Regions from separate parts of the Mus musculus genome. Here region 2 is linked to region 1. The links are chromatin contacts, called in public promoter capture Hi-C maps. All regions are on one chromosome and are shown on one strand. Each heading gives the region's core, a stretch centred on a gene start, on an enhancer-like site or on the middle of the called end of the contact. The rest is flanking DNA. Distances are from core to core; before and after follow the strand shown.

Region 1 (5,651 bases), core at 952-3,451:
TCCTGATGGTACCCCACTAGAGGCTAGCCACAGGGGACTCTGTCCCGTCAAAAGCCTCTTGCCTCCCCCATGCCAGCATACGCATATCTAGTTGGGACTGGATTTTTAGCTTGTGAATGTCTAAGTTACTTTCCTGGGTCAGTTAATTTAGTCTAGGTCAGTGGGATTCTCTGTGTTTGTTTTATAAAACCACTTTCCTATTTTAGTTTGTCGTTGATAAATTGATGCCATGTTGTGGTTTATTTCCCCGGCTGGAGGTGATGTGGGAGCCTTTTGCACTTTGGCCAGCCGCTCTCTGCAATCCCATCGACTCTCACAATTCACGTGTGGTATGGTTGGATCGCCCTTGGGACAGGGAACAGAGAGAGCAGGACACAGTTGCTCTGTTGCAGCTGTCCTAACATGAGCGTCTGTTCTCATTTCCCTGGAGTTCTCGTGGACTGAGGAAGGGACAAGCAGCCTCCGAGTTGGGCCTGAGCCTGCTCAGCAGCTTCCCTGCCAGTTCACTTAGTGGTTGGGACCTCAGGCATATCATATCCCCTCTGTGAAGATTGCATTGATGGTGTCAAGGGCAGCACGAGGAGTGGTCAGTGAAGAGCCCCCTCAGTCTGCTCTCTCCTCGGCGCGTTTGACTGCTGTTTGTACCTGTTGTCCTGTCTTCGTCCATGCAAGCCCTGACACGGTGCTTATGTTTAATGCAGCTTCAATGGGAGGCTGTACAGTGTTGCATCTTTGGAAGGGAAAGCTCTATTTTGAGTAAGATAGTTCTTCAATCCATGTACTGCTGTGCCCTTTGCGATAGGAGCCAGTGACCAGGGAAGGAAGATGGGCAAGGCTGCTTCTCGTGGGAGGAGTTTGCTTGCCTGGTGGACCATTTTGCCTATATATGTTTGTCACTTAAAATTTGAAGATGGTCACGTGTATGGCACATCCCAGTACTCAGGAGGTGGATGCAGGTAGATTTTTGTGAGTTCAGTTCAGCTTGGTCTACAAAGCCAGTTCCAGGCCAGCCAGGACTACACAGTGATATCTTCTCTTAAAAAAAGGTTTTTTTGATGTGAAGAACTGTGATTGTCTGACCGATGCAATGGTTGAACATCATGTACATCATTAATGTCCCTGTACACTGCTCTAGATGGGAGAGATGGTTGTTATCAGTGGGGGCCACTTACTCAGTACTGGGTTCATGTCAGCTGATGGGAGTGGGTGGTGGCTCTGTAGAATGAGAAAAGGAAGGGCTAACACAAGACTGATAGGGCTTGTCAGGCTCTGTATCAATCAGTTACTCTTCATGCTGTGATAAAAAGCCACAGCCAAGGCAACTCTTAGAAGGAACGTTAAATCGGGCTTACGGTTCCAGAGGGTTAAGAGCCCACGGTGGTTGAGTGGAGGCATGGCAGCTGGAGCAGAAGCTGAGGACTCACATCTGGAACCACAGTCAGGAGACAGAAATGGATCTTGAAATGGTGCAAGTCTTAGCCCTCTCAATGCCACCTCCAGTGACACATGCCCTCCAGTGACACACACCCCCTCCCCCCACAGTCCAGCCATGGGGACTAAGTGTTCCAGTGCTCAAGACTGTGGGGACTTCTCATTCAAACCATGATCAGTGCTATTGGCTGGAATTCCATCTGAGGCTCTATACGTGAGCATGAGGCCTGGCTATCACCCCACTTTCAGGGACTTCCGTGCGGGTTTCCTATTGCCTAGAATGGGAACTTGCAGTGTAACATAGCTGTTTCCATTTTAGAACACTGGTCGAGTGGGAACATCTGCATTCCATTCTGAGGGGTGGGGAGTTGGAGCATATGCACAGGGCATGGAAAAAACTGTTATTATTATTACAGAATTAAAGCTGTGCATTAGCTTAGGTTGTAAAAGCTAGTTACGTGGGGGTTGGGAGGGACGAGGCTGGAGACACGGTTTGGTGATTAAGAACACATACTCTACCTGCAGGAAACAAGAGTTTAGTTCCCAGCACCCACATCAGGCAGCTCACAGCTGCCATAATTCCAGCTCTGGGGGATCTGATGCCCTCTGACCTCCTCATGCATAGACGTACACTGTCATATAAATAAGTAATAATAAGCAAGCATATACTTACTACTAATAATAAACAAGTAAGGTGGGTTGTGACTTGTTCTCTGAAGGGCAGGTTAGACTGGCTGAGCACACAGCAGGCGAACAGGCCGAGTCCTGAGTGACCTTGAGGTGTGTAATTAACTCTGCTCTGAGGGCCAGCCAAAGTTCAGGTCTCTTAGAATGTAAGAGATGTTTTCATTAAAATGTATCACCACAGTTGATCTTGGGCTTTTTTTTTTTTTTTTTTTTTTAAACAAAGCAACAGTGCTTACCTGCACTGTCACCTGCACTGTCACAATGGCTTATTCTTTATGGACACACCCAATTGAAATTTGTTTTCTTTTGTTGGGAGTTTGTTTGTTTTGAGACAGGGTGGGGGTTTTTGTTGTTGTTGTTTTTTTGGTTTTTGGTTCTTTAGGGTTTTTTTTTTTTTTTTTGGTTTTTGATATTTGGTTTGGTTTTTCGAGACAGGGTTTCTCTGTGTAGCCCTGGCTGTCCTGGAACTCACTTTGTAGACCAGGCTGGCCTGGAACTCAGAAATCCACCTGCCTCTGCCTCCCGAGAGCTGGAATTAAAGGCGTGCGCCACCACGCCTGGCTTGAGATAGGGTCTTATTGCTGGCCTGAAACTTCTCTGTACATCGGGCTGGCTCAAACTCACAGAGGTCCGCTTGCCTCCTCTTCCTGAGTAATAGGACTAAAGGCATATATGCATGGACACATCCAGAGAAATTTTACATTTTTTAAAAGGCAGAACCAATTCTCTCTCTCTCTCTCTCTCTCTCTCTCTCTCCTCTCTCTCTTTTTTAAAGAATTATTTATTTATTTTAAGTATATGAGTACACTGTCTTCAGATGCACCAGAAGAGGGCATTAGATCCCATTACAAATGGTTATGAGCCACCACGTTGGTTGCTGGGAATTGAACTCAGGACCTCTGGAAGATCAGCCAGTGCTCTTAACCTCTGAGCTATCTCTCCAGCCCCTAGAACCAATTCTTGATGAAGCAGTTTGTCCGCAGTGTTGCAGATTAAAGCCAGGGCCTCCAGCATGTTAGGAAAGTCCTCTACCCCTAGCTACACCCCTGCCCAGCAGTTCTGACTTCTATTAGATTTCCCCCTGGAGTGCACATCTCTCTGGTATTCTGTGTGAGGAAACGGGAGTGTGCCTGACACCCTTGCTATGCGCCAAGGAAAGAGGTTGTCTTAACGAAAAGGCCCTTGTGTGATTGTTACCAACCAGACTGTCTACCTCTCAGGAGCACTGTTTCACTTGAAGGATGGACAGATGTCGTGCTTTGAAAGCTCAGAGTCTGGCAGATGTCTCAGACATGAGAGCAAGCACATGCATCAAGGTGCCGCGGGTGTTTTGCCACCCATGATTAGATGTATGCATTCCCGGAACCGTAATGTTTCTGAAAAGGTACTTTCACTGGTCATCCTTCCAGAATGTAACTGTAAATTACACTAGGATCGGGGGCTGAGCCCCGTTTGGACCCCCTCCTCCATCCCTTTCAGAAACGGTCACTGCACGCTTGGAAGGATGTTCTCTACAGGCTGGGTGAGGGGCTCTCTGCCCTTTAGTTGGTTCAAAGTGAGTAATTGTCCCGTTCAAATCTTCTGAGTTCCCACTGGTTTTATGGCCTGACTTTTCAGCGGCTCCTGTGTTTGCCTGTTTAATGACAGCAGACCTATTGTGCATGACATGTAGTTCAGTAAATTCCGCGCAGTAAGGGAAGTGTTCCTTATTTGATGCATGCACACAGTTTGCTCGTGGCCTGCTTTTTATGCTCAGTTTCTGAACTTTCCAGGAGGTTTACAAATTCTCTAGGGTTCTCCCCCACCAATACTTTATGACTCTTACTGTGACCCAAAAGACATACTTAATCCCTTTGTAGGATCCCTGAAAGAGTTAACAGTTTACTTCAAAGGCTCCCAGCATCTGCAAAAGCACTTTGTACATTCACAGCTCTGACCTGGTGCAGGTGCTGGAGAAGGGCAGAGCTTGGTATCACCCAGGCCACTTCCCGCCTGGAGCCAGGCACAGGACACATGTGCTCCTTGGTTGGTAGATTGTGTTACCCTGCATTTACTGGCCTGGCTGAAGCAGGAGGCCTAAGCCACCAAGAGACTAAGCGTTTTTCCTTCCGTGTGCAGCTGCCTCCTTGCTGCTGTGGTGTCAGGGAGAGGAGTGCTTTCCGCTGCTGTATCAGCTGTCTGTGGCTGTCAGTGGCTCTGAGCCTGGTAGACTCAGGAGTCCCATGATCTTCTGACTGTAGGCAGATATGTGCTCAGGGTGGTGAGACCTGGACTGTCCTGTGGGCTACCTCAGAGGCAAGTTGTCCCCAGAGCATTGGTATGTTTGAGGTGGCATTTCCTTTGCAGGCAGCATGAGCACATAGTTCCAAGAACTCGTATGTGTAAAGCGTGCAGCTTGGGATGCTCAGGGCTCTTCGTGGACGAGGTTGAAGTTCAGGCCTTTAGAAATGATGTGCTGACAAGTTAGGGGTTCTCAGAGGGAACCCCAAAGCAAGAATCAGAAAATGGCAACGTATGGGAAAGTAAACAGAGACGTAGACAGTTAGTCTAAGCAGAGTCATGGGACACCCTCAGTAGGTGGGGGTCTGCGGTGTCACCAGCTGGGCGGGCTGAGAGTCAGGAGTGGGCAGAGCTAGGCAGTCACTGTTGTGAAAGATGACTGACCCAGAGAGGCTAAGGACCATACCTACCACTGCTGCCACCACTGGCACTGGCCCCTCCCCGCGAGTAGAAAAGAACAGAGGATCCATGTCCCCAGCTAGTCTGTAGGCCCCCCTAGTCACACCACTCATTCAACATATTTATGGACCCCCACCTTTGTACCAGACCCTGTGTTAGGTGCTAGAGATACTGGGTGAGGTGAGCTCTGCCTTGTGTGTGTGTGTGTGTGTGTGTGTGTGTGTGTGTGTGTGTGTGTTCCCATTCATGGAAGTTAATGATGTTTAAGTATGAGCAGCAGCATTTCCTTTCGGCTCATCTTTATTTTTTTATAGATTTATTTATTTATTAGATGTAAGTACATTGTAGCTGTCTTTAGACACACCAGAAGAGGGCATGAGATCTCATTACAGATGGTTGTGAGCCACCATGTGGTTGCTGGAATTTGAATTCAGGATCTTCAGAAGAGCAGTCAGTGCTCTTCACAGCTGGGCTGATCTTTAAAGAAGGGAATTTAGCAGCCCAGCCTGACTACCTATAGACTGATTAACTGGGTGAAACGGGGAAAGCAGCGTTCAGGGACTGCTCTTGGGTGAAGAGTGGAGCCACTTCCAGGGCTGAGGACCAGATACTGGGTATGTGTGAGGGTGACAAAGACAAGCTGTGTGAGGCTTCTTCAGCCGTCATCTTTAATGACTGGGCGGGCGGCATTGTAAGTAGGACTGGCGGGTTGACGGGCGGTCCTCGTGAGAGATTGCTTTAGGCGAAGTGGGCAGTTGGGCAGAATAAGTTGAGTGTGCACAAAGAAAAGGCAAAGAAAGGAAAAAGGACAGGAAAACCCCCACAAATTTTGTAGGAAAAAACCCCCAACTTTC
Region 2 (5,651 bases), core at 1,945-4,444, 170 kb before region 1:
CACACACACACACACACACACACACACACACCAGGCTGTGTTAGAAGTGAGAAGCTGTAGCAGACAGAATGGTAGGTGAGGGGCTCATACCTGGCCCTTGATGAAGGCTATTTCAGGTTCACTGTGCAAGGGTGTAGGGTTCCTGCTCCAGGCTCAATACCTGTCCCTTCCCCTGAGCTGCTCTCATGTGACTTCGAACTGTTCCTTCCACCTGGAATATCACTCCTTCCCTACACCCCAGAGGTGTCTCTCAGAGAGCGACAGTCTCTAGCTGTAGCTCCAGGACCTGGCTGGCTCAACCCGTCCTTGTGTTTATCGTGTGGTAGATTCTCGCTGGATGCTTGAGCACACAACAAAGGAATGAGTGAATGAAGTCATGTGTGCACACTGAGGGCTTATGTTTGTGTGAGGTGGTTATCACTGCGCATCAAATTACCCCTAACCTTCAAGGCTTAAAACAACAGTAATTATGTCTTCTCTCTCACAGTTGTTATGAGTCAGGAATTGGGACAGGGCACGGTAGGATACCCAGCCAGGGTAGGCCTTCAGCCGGAAGATTTGAAAGCTGGGAACTAGAATCTTATAAAGTGGGGCTGGCAAATTATGGCCTGGAGCCAAATACAGCTCACTGTCTGCTTTATAAATAAAATTTGCCCAGCACACCACCACACCCATTCATTTCTGGGGACATTTGCACTACAAAGGTCAGTTGACAACTAGAAGGTGGAAGAGAACCCTGGGTGTCTGCAAGCCTTTAGCACTGGTTTTCTGGCCTTTGGTAGTGAACTTTGCCAACCCTAGGGTGGTTTGTTCCGGTGGGAGGTAGTTGGCAGACGAGCTAGCCTCTTTGTGTAGCCTGGACTTCCTTATAGCATGGCGACTGAGTTCCAAAGACACGTGTCTTGAGAAAGTGTTCCGTGTGGACCCAGCGGGCTGTTGTAACCAGTGCGTGAATCTGTGGTTAGAGGAGGCTGCTCTCAGAGGGTGCCTCACTTTGTGGGCACCAGACAGAAAGTTGGGTTGGAGGTGGTTCTAAGTGGAAGCACAGTGTGTATACATCAAGTTAAACCCCTGAAGGGTATTTCTGCAGCATTGGAGCCAAGAAGTGACCGTGACCGGCAGGCTGAGCAGCTTAGACTTCATCCTGACTGACCAAGGGAGTCATTGAAGGTCTTCATCAGAGGAGCAGCAGAGCTGGCTGCTTCTGTGGAGAGCGGGCGGGCCCTGGGGAAGACATCAGGCAGTTAAGTGGTAGGAAAGGGAGGCAGGAGAAGAACAGAGTCTGGGAAGCTGAAGGTGGTAAGGCAGGTGAGCTGAGCTCACACAAGGATGCAAAGCCAGTTCTGTGTCTGCTGCCATAGAGGATATCCAAGTGGCAGTAGGCCTTTGTGTCTGGACTTTGTGCTGACCTCAGGCCGGGAGCCACCAGTGTGAATGGTACCAAGGATCAGGTAGTGGTCAAAGCTCAGAATGGGCAGACTCTCCCGGGACGAGCAGGAAGGGAGAAGGGAACAGGCCGCAGGATGGTGGTGTTATAGGGGAGCATGCAGGCAGAGGTGTGGGCAGAAAGGTTCCCTGTCTCAGGTGCTGGCGTAGTGTGGCACTGAGAGGGTAGGGCCCATAGCTGTGTTGAGGTATAGGACCCAAGCCTTCAGGCAGAAGTATTTCCATGGGTTGAAAAGCAGCAAAAGGGAATGCAGAACGCTTTTCCATATCAGTGTGTGAAGGATGTCATGGGCACATGACATCCCTGAGAAGGGAGGAACTTGAGATTTTAAAAGATTTTTCATTTCCGGTATGGAGACCATCTGAAAATGGCCAAGGTCAGATTTTGAGGGGGTGAGGGCTGGGCTGGAGTGACTTTATTATAGGGTCTCAAGAGGCCACTCAGACCTATGTTGCTTGGAAGCTCTCTCTTTGGGGGAGGGGGACTGTCTGTTACTGGAAGGCACGTGAGCTGACCCACTCTTTCTGTCTGTGCCCCTTCCTCTTGCCCTTCACCTACAGTCCCTTCAGTGTCGAACCGCAGAACCAGGTGACCAGAAAGAGGGTTCCTGAGCTCTGCTCCTGTCCCATTGTTTTCTTTTGGTTTGTTTTCTCTGCAGGTTCCAGTGCCCCCAGTTGCCCGAATATCTCAAGTTAGTTTTCAAAGTTCCCACATTGGTTTGGGGACACTTTGGCTTCAGTGTGTCTCCACTCTTCTACTTCCTCACGTCTCCCCACTTTCTCCTTGCCCTTTTCCCCTTGCCTTTATCCCTTCCCTCCCCTTCCGGCGTCTCCCTTCTCTCTGTCCCCTCCTGTGCTCACTGGCTTCCTCCTGTATCTGCTCTCCCACCCTCTCTCCTTGTCCCTGCCTCCTCTGGTCTCCATCCAACCCCTCTGTGTGCCTCCGTCCTGATCCCTTGCCTGTCTTTGTATCTTCCTCCCCATCTCTGCTTCTCTCTCTCCCTACTTCTATGCCACTCTGCCATTGTCTTTGCGCTCCATGACCATTCCACCCACACACTTGGTGCCCGGGGTGACAGGGTCACCAAATCTCTGAGGTGACTGGCGTCAATGAGGGGTCGGGGTAAGGGGGTGTCTGTCTCAGACAGGTGTGGTAAGAGCCCAGCTTCCACCCTGTTCCTGAGCTCGAAGCCCCGTCTTAGTGGGAAGAAGCCCCTTGCTCCTCTTAGGCAGGCCTGGCAGGCAGAGAGCCCTGTTGTCCCGTGCAGCACCAGGTCATCTGGACATGCTTCTGTGTGCTCACAGTACACACACCTCCATCTCTGGCCTCCCCTGATGCCCAGCCACTGTGTGTTCTCCATTCCTGTTGCCGCCGCCGCATGTGCTGTTGTTTCCATGCCACCAGTGCTGAGTACTTCATGATCACACATGTTCACACATGCCTTGGGCTGTCTCTACCACCCTGACCAGAACTCACACTAATGCCACCCATGTGTCTGCCCCACCTCCCCCAGGTATGCGAGACCACCCGCCCATCCCCATCACTGACCTGGCAGACAATATTGAGCGCCTCAAAGCCAACGATGGGCTCAAGTTCTCCCAGGAGTATGAGGTGAGACACCCACCACTCCCACCGTGTGTCCTCAGTCTCTCCAAGTCTGGTTTTGTTTTGTCCTGGGTCCCACCTGAGGTCGAGGATATTGGGATGTAGGCCAGGGAGATCAATAGCAAAGTTCAGTTGGGGAACTGGCCGTCATAGGTGTTGGGCTCAGCCCACAGGCTCACCATAGCCCTCTGGTGGTCACCCTAGGACATGCTTCAGAAGGCTCTGCTAGGTGATGCCTGCAGAAGCAGACACTGATTTAGTAGCAATGGCTATAATATCTAATCTCCAACAAGAACAGGCCTGCACTTACCAGGTACGGGACAGCATCCTCTTACTCGGTCCCCCGTGGAGTGGTACTGTCACAGTCTTGTCTTACATACCAGAAACCAGACTCAAACAGAGGTGTGAGTTACCTAGAGTCAAACAGCTGAGGAGTCGTGGAGCCACCCAGACCTTGCCTGTGCTGGTTTCATGACCATCCGCACTTCAGTCTTGCATAACAATGTTACTGAGTCTCCACATGGTAACCATTGTCCGAGAAGGGTGGGAGGGTCTGTTCTCAGCCCGGCTTCCATTCCCGCTCCCACATGTGATCACACATGCATGCCGAAACACATAGCTCATAGATGGGGAGTCAGGAAGCCCTCCAAGTGTTCGCCTCACTCTGGCCTTCACCTCTGTTTGCTAGCTCAGACTTCAGGGTCAGTGACCACCTGGTTCACCCACAGCTCTTTGTCAGGGACGTTTGGGTGTTCCCAGGCCATACAGTCAGGGGAGCCTTGTTAGAAAGGAAGTGCTAAGGAGACCCCCTTTCTTTGTCTCCCTGCTGTACTGGCCGCTCTTTTGTCAGCACTTGGCATACACCTCAGAGGATGACTGATGGACAGATGATGGATAGATCTGTTCAGCTGGACCCAGGGGGTTGCTCTCTTTTAGTCAGGTGTCCACTCTTGAGTTATGTTTGGGGGATATATCCCTGGGTACCGGATTTGCCCTTCCGAGGGCACTGGGCCAGGTAGATCCTAAAGGCGACAGGCCAGGCTTCCAAAGAAGAAAACTGAGCTTGGCAGGTAGACAGATGAGCATGCCTCTGCACAGCAACAGTGTCACCTCTGCTGTGGAGGCAGAGCCTGTCAGCCGGGTGGCCTGGATTTAGCTTAACTTCTGGACAAGGAGGCCTTCCTTGTTTTTTACCAGTATTCGCCCTTGTCCTGCCCCACGCCTTGGCATCCTTCCTATAAGCCCCTGCTCACGGCCGTCACCTTACCACCTCCCCTCCATCCCTCCCATCTGAGCGTTCTTTAAAGGCCCTTCTTTGTCCTAGAAGCCACCAGATCTATTGTGGGCTTTCCCGAAACTTTCTCTTCATGGTCTGTAGGTCATTTGTCAGACTGTTGTTAGCACTTAACTGTATTCCAGTCCCTATGCTGACATGTAGAAGCAGATGGCCTTGGGACGCAGTCACTGAGAAACACAGACAGAGCAGTAATCGTTGCTGTGAGTGTGTGGTTCTGACAGCATGCACTAAAATCATATATAGCAAACACAATGGTGGGTGTGTCTGGTGGGTGGGGCCTCACAGAAGTGATGAGACAGCCTCCTTAGAGAATAAGGTGGCTGGGACCAAAACGGAGGAGACTGTGATACAGGCATCGATTCTTTCCATCCTCAAAGGAAGGACAATAACTCAAACCTCTCTTGAGTAAAAAGATGGAGAAATGCACGCAGTGGCTTAGGACCGTGCTGGGCACACCGTGAGCTCACACAGAAATGTAGCTGTTAGCATTTTTGTGTCCTGAGCCAGTCAAGAGCATGGGAGGCCTCTGAGCAGGAATTTGATACTCAGATCTGCATTTTTTTTTTTTTGAAAGACTGTTCTTGCTGAAGGACAGAGAGGGTTGGAGCAGGGCAAGAGAAGAGGCCTGGAGGTACCAAGCAGAGCTAGCTGCTGGCAGCAGCAGCAGGTTGAGAAAGGCAGAGGAAAGGAGTGTAGGGGGGTGTGGTAAGCAATGGGAGGGACCTTGGGGAGGTCCCAAGATGGACTTTAAACCTGGCTGGGCTTCCTGGGTCAGTGATTTGTGCTATCCACTGAGGGGTGGGGGGGTCACATCAGAACCTGCTTTGACAGGAAACAGATGAGCTGGCCTTTAAAGGGACTGGGGTGGAAAGAGCTGTGAAGCTTGCACATGGAGATGTCTAGGGGGCCGCAGGATAGTAGGGGCAGCTCTGAGATGTAAGCAGGAGAGTCCTGTGAATGGGGTGGCGGTGGCTAATGGGAGTGGTTCAGTCAGTGAAGATTGACTTACAAAAGGTGAAGATTGCAGCTATAGCTGTGTAAAATGGCCACTTGTAATCCAGAGTGGGGAGACAGAGACAGAAGCCACCATGGTACTACTGGCTAGCCAGCCTGGCTTACTTGGTGAACCGGGGGCCACTGAGAAGTCCTGGCTCAAAGGCAGAGGGTGTTGCTAGGGTTGTCTACCACACAAGTGCACAAACACATATGTGTACACACATGCATTTTAAGAGAGAGAGAGAAAAGAAAAACAAATCTTGTGAATGGGCTATGGATGAGACTAATTTGGTAGAGTGCTTGCCT

Evidence for each region. Capture Hi-C pulls out chosen DNA fragments and counts their contacts.
Region 2: a contact with region 1 is called in a promoter capture Hi-C map of liver. The contact joins two enhancer-like sites. A contact is called at or near these places in 1 of 115 datasets of contacts at active chromatin or transcription factors (embryonic stem cells) and 1 of 9 other capture datasets (liver).

What each region holds. Positions count from the first base shown.
Region 1 is chr4:118,039,416-118,045,066 of GRCm38.p6, reverse strand. All of the region lies in intron 3 of St3gal3 (ST3 beta-galactoside alpha-2,3-sialyltransferase 3), which reads left to right. Among named protein-coding and RNA genes, the nearest start is that of 9530034E10Rik, 67 kb to the right of the region's middle. Within about 2 kb of position 2,201, at least 16 of the 459 cell types and tissues checked have an H3K27ac peak or open chromatin away from gene starts, as enhancers often do. A contact at or near this core is called in liver, where this site is marked.
Region 2 is chr4:118,214,499-118,220,149 of GRCm38.p6, reverse strand. It overlaps Ptprf (protein tyrosine phosphatase, receptor type, F), which reads left to right. Exons shown (of 33, transcript NM_011213.2): 22 at 2,961-3,058. Among named protein-coding and RNA genes, the nearest start is that of Mir7226, 6.8 kb to the right of the region's middle. Within about 2 kb of position 3,194, at least 11 of the 459 cell types and tissues checked have an H3K27ac peak or open chromatin away from gene starts, as enhancers often do. A contact at or near this core is called in liver, where this site is marked.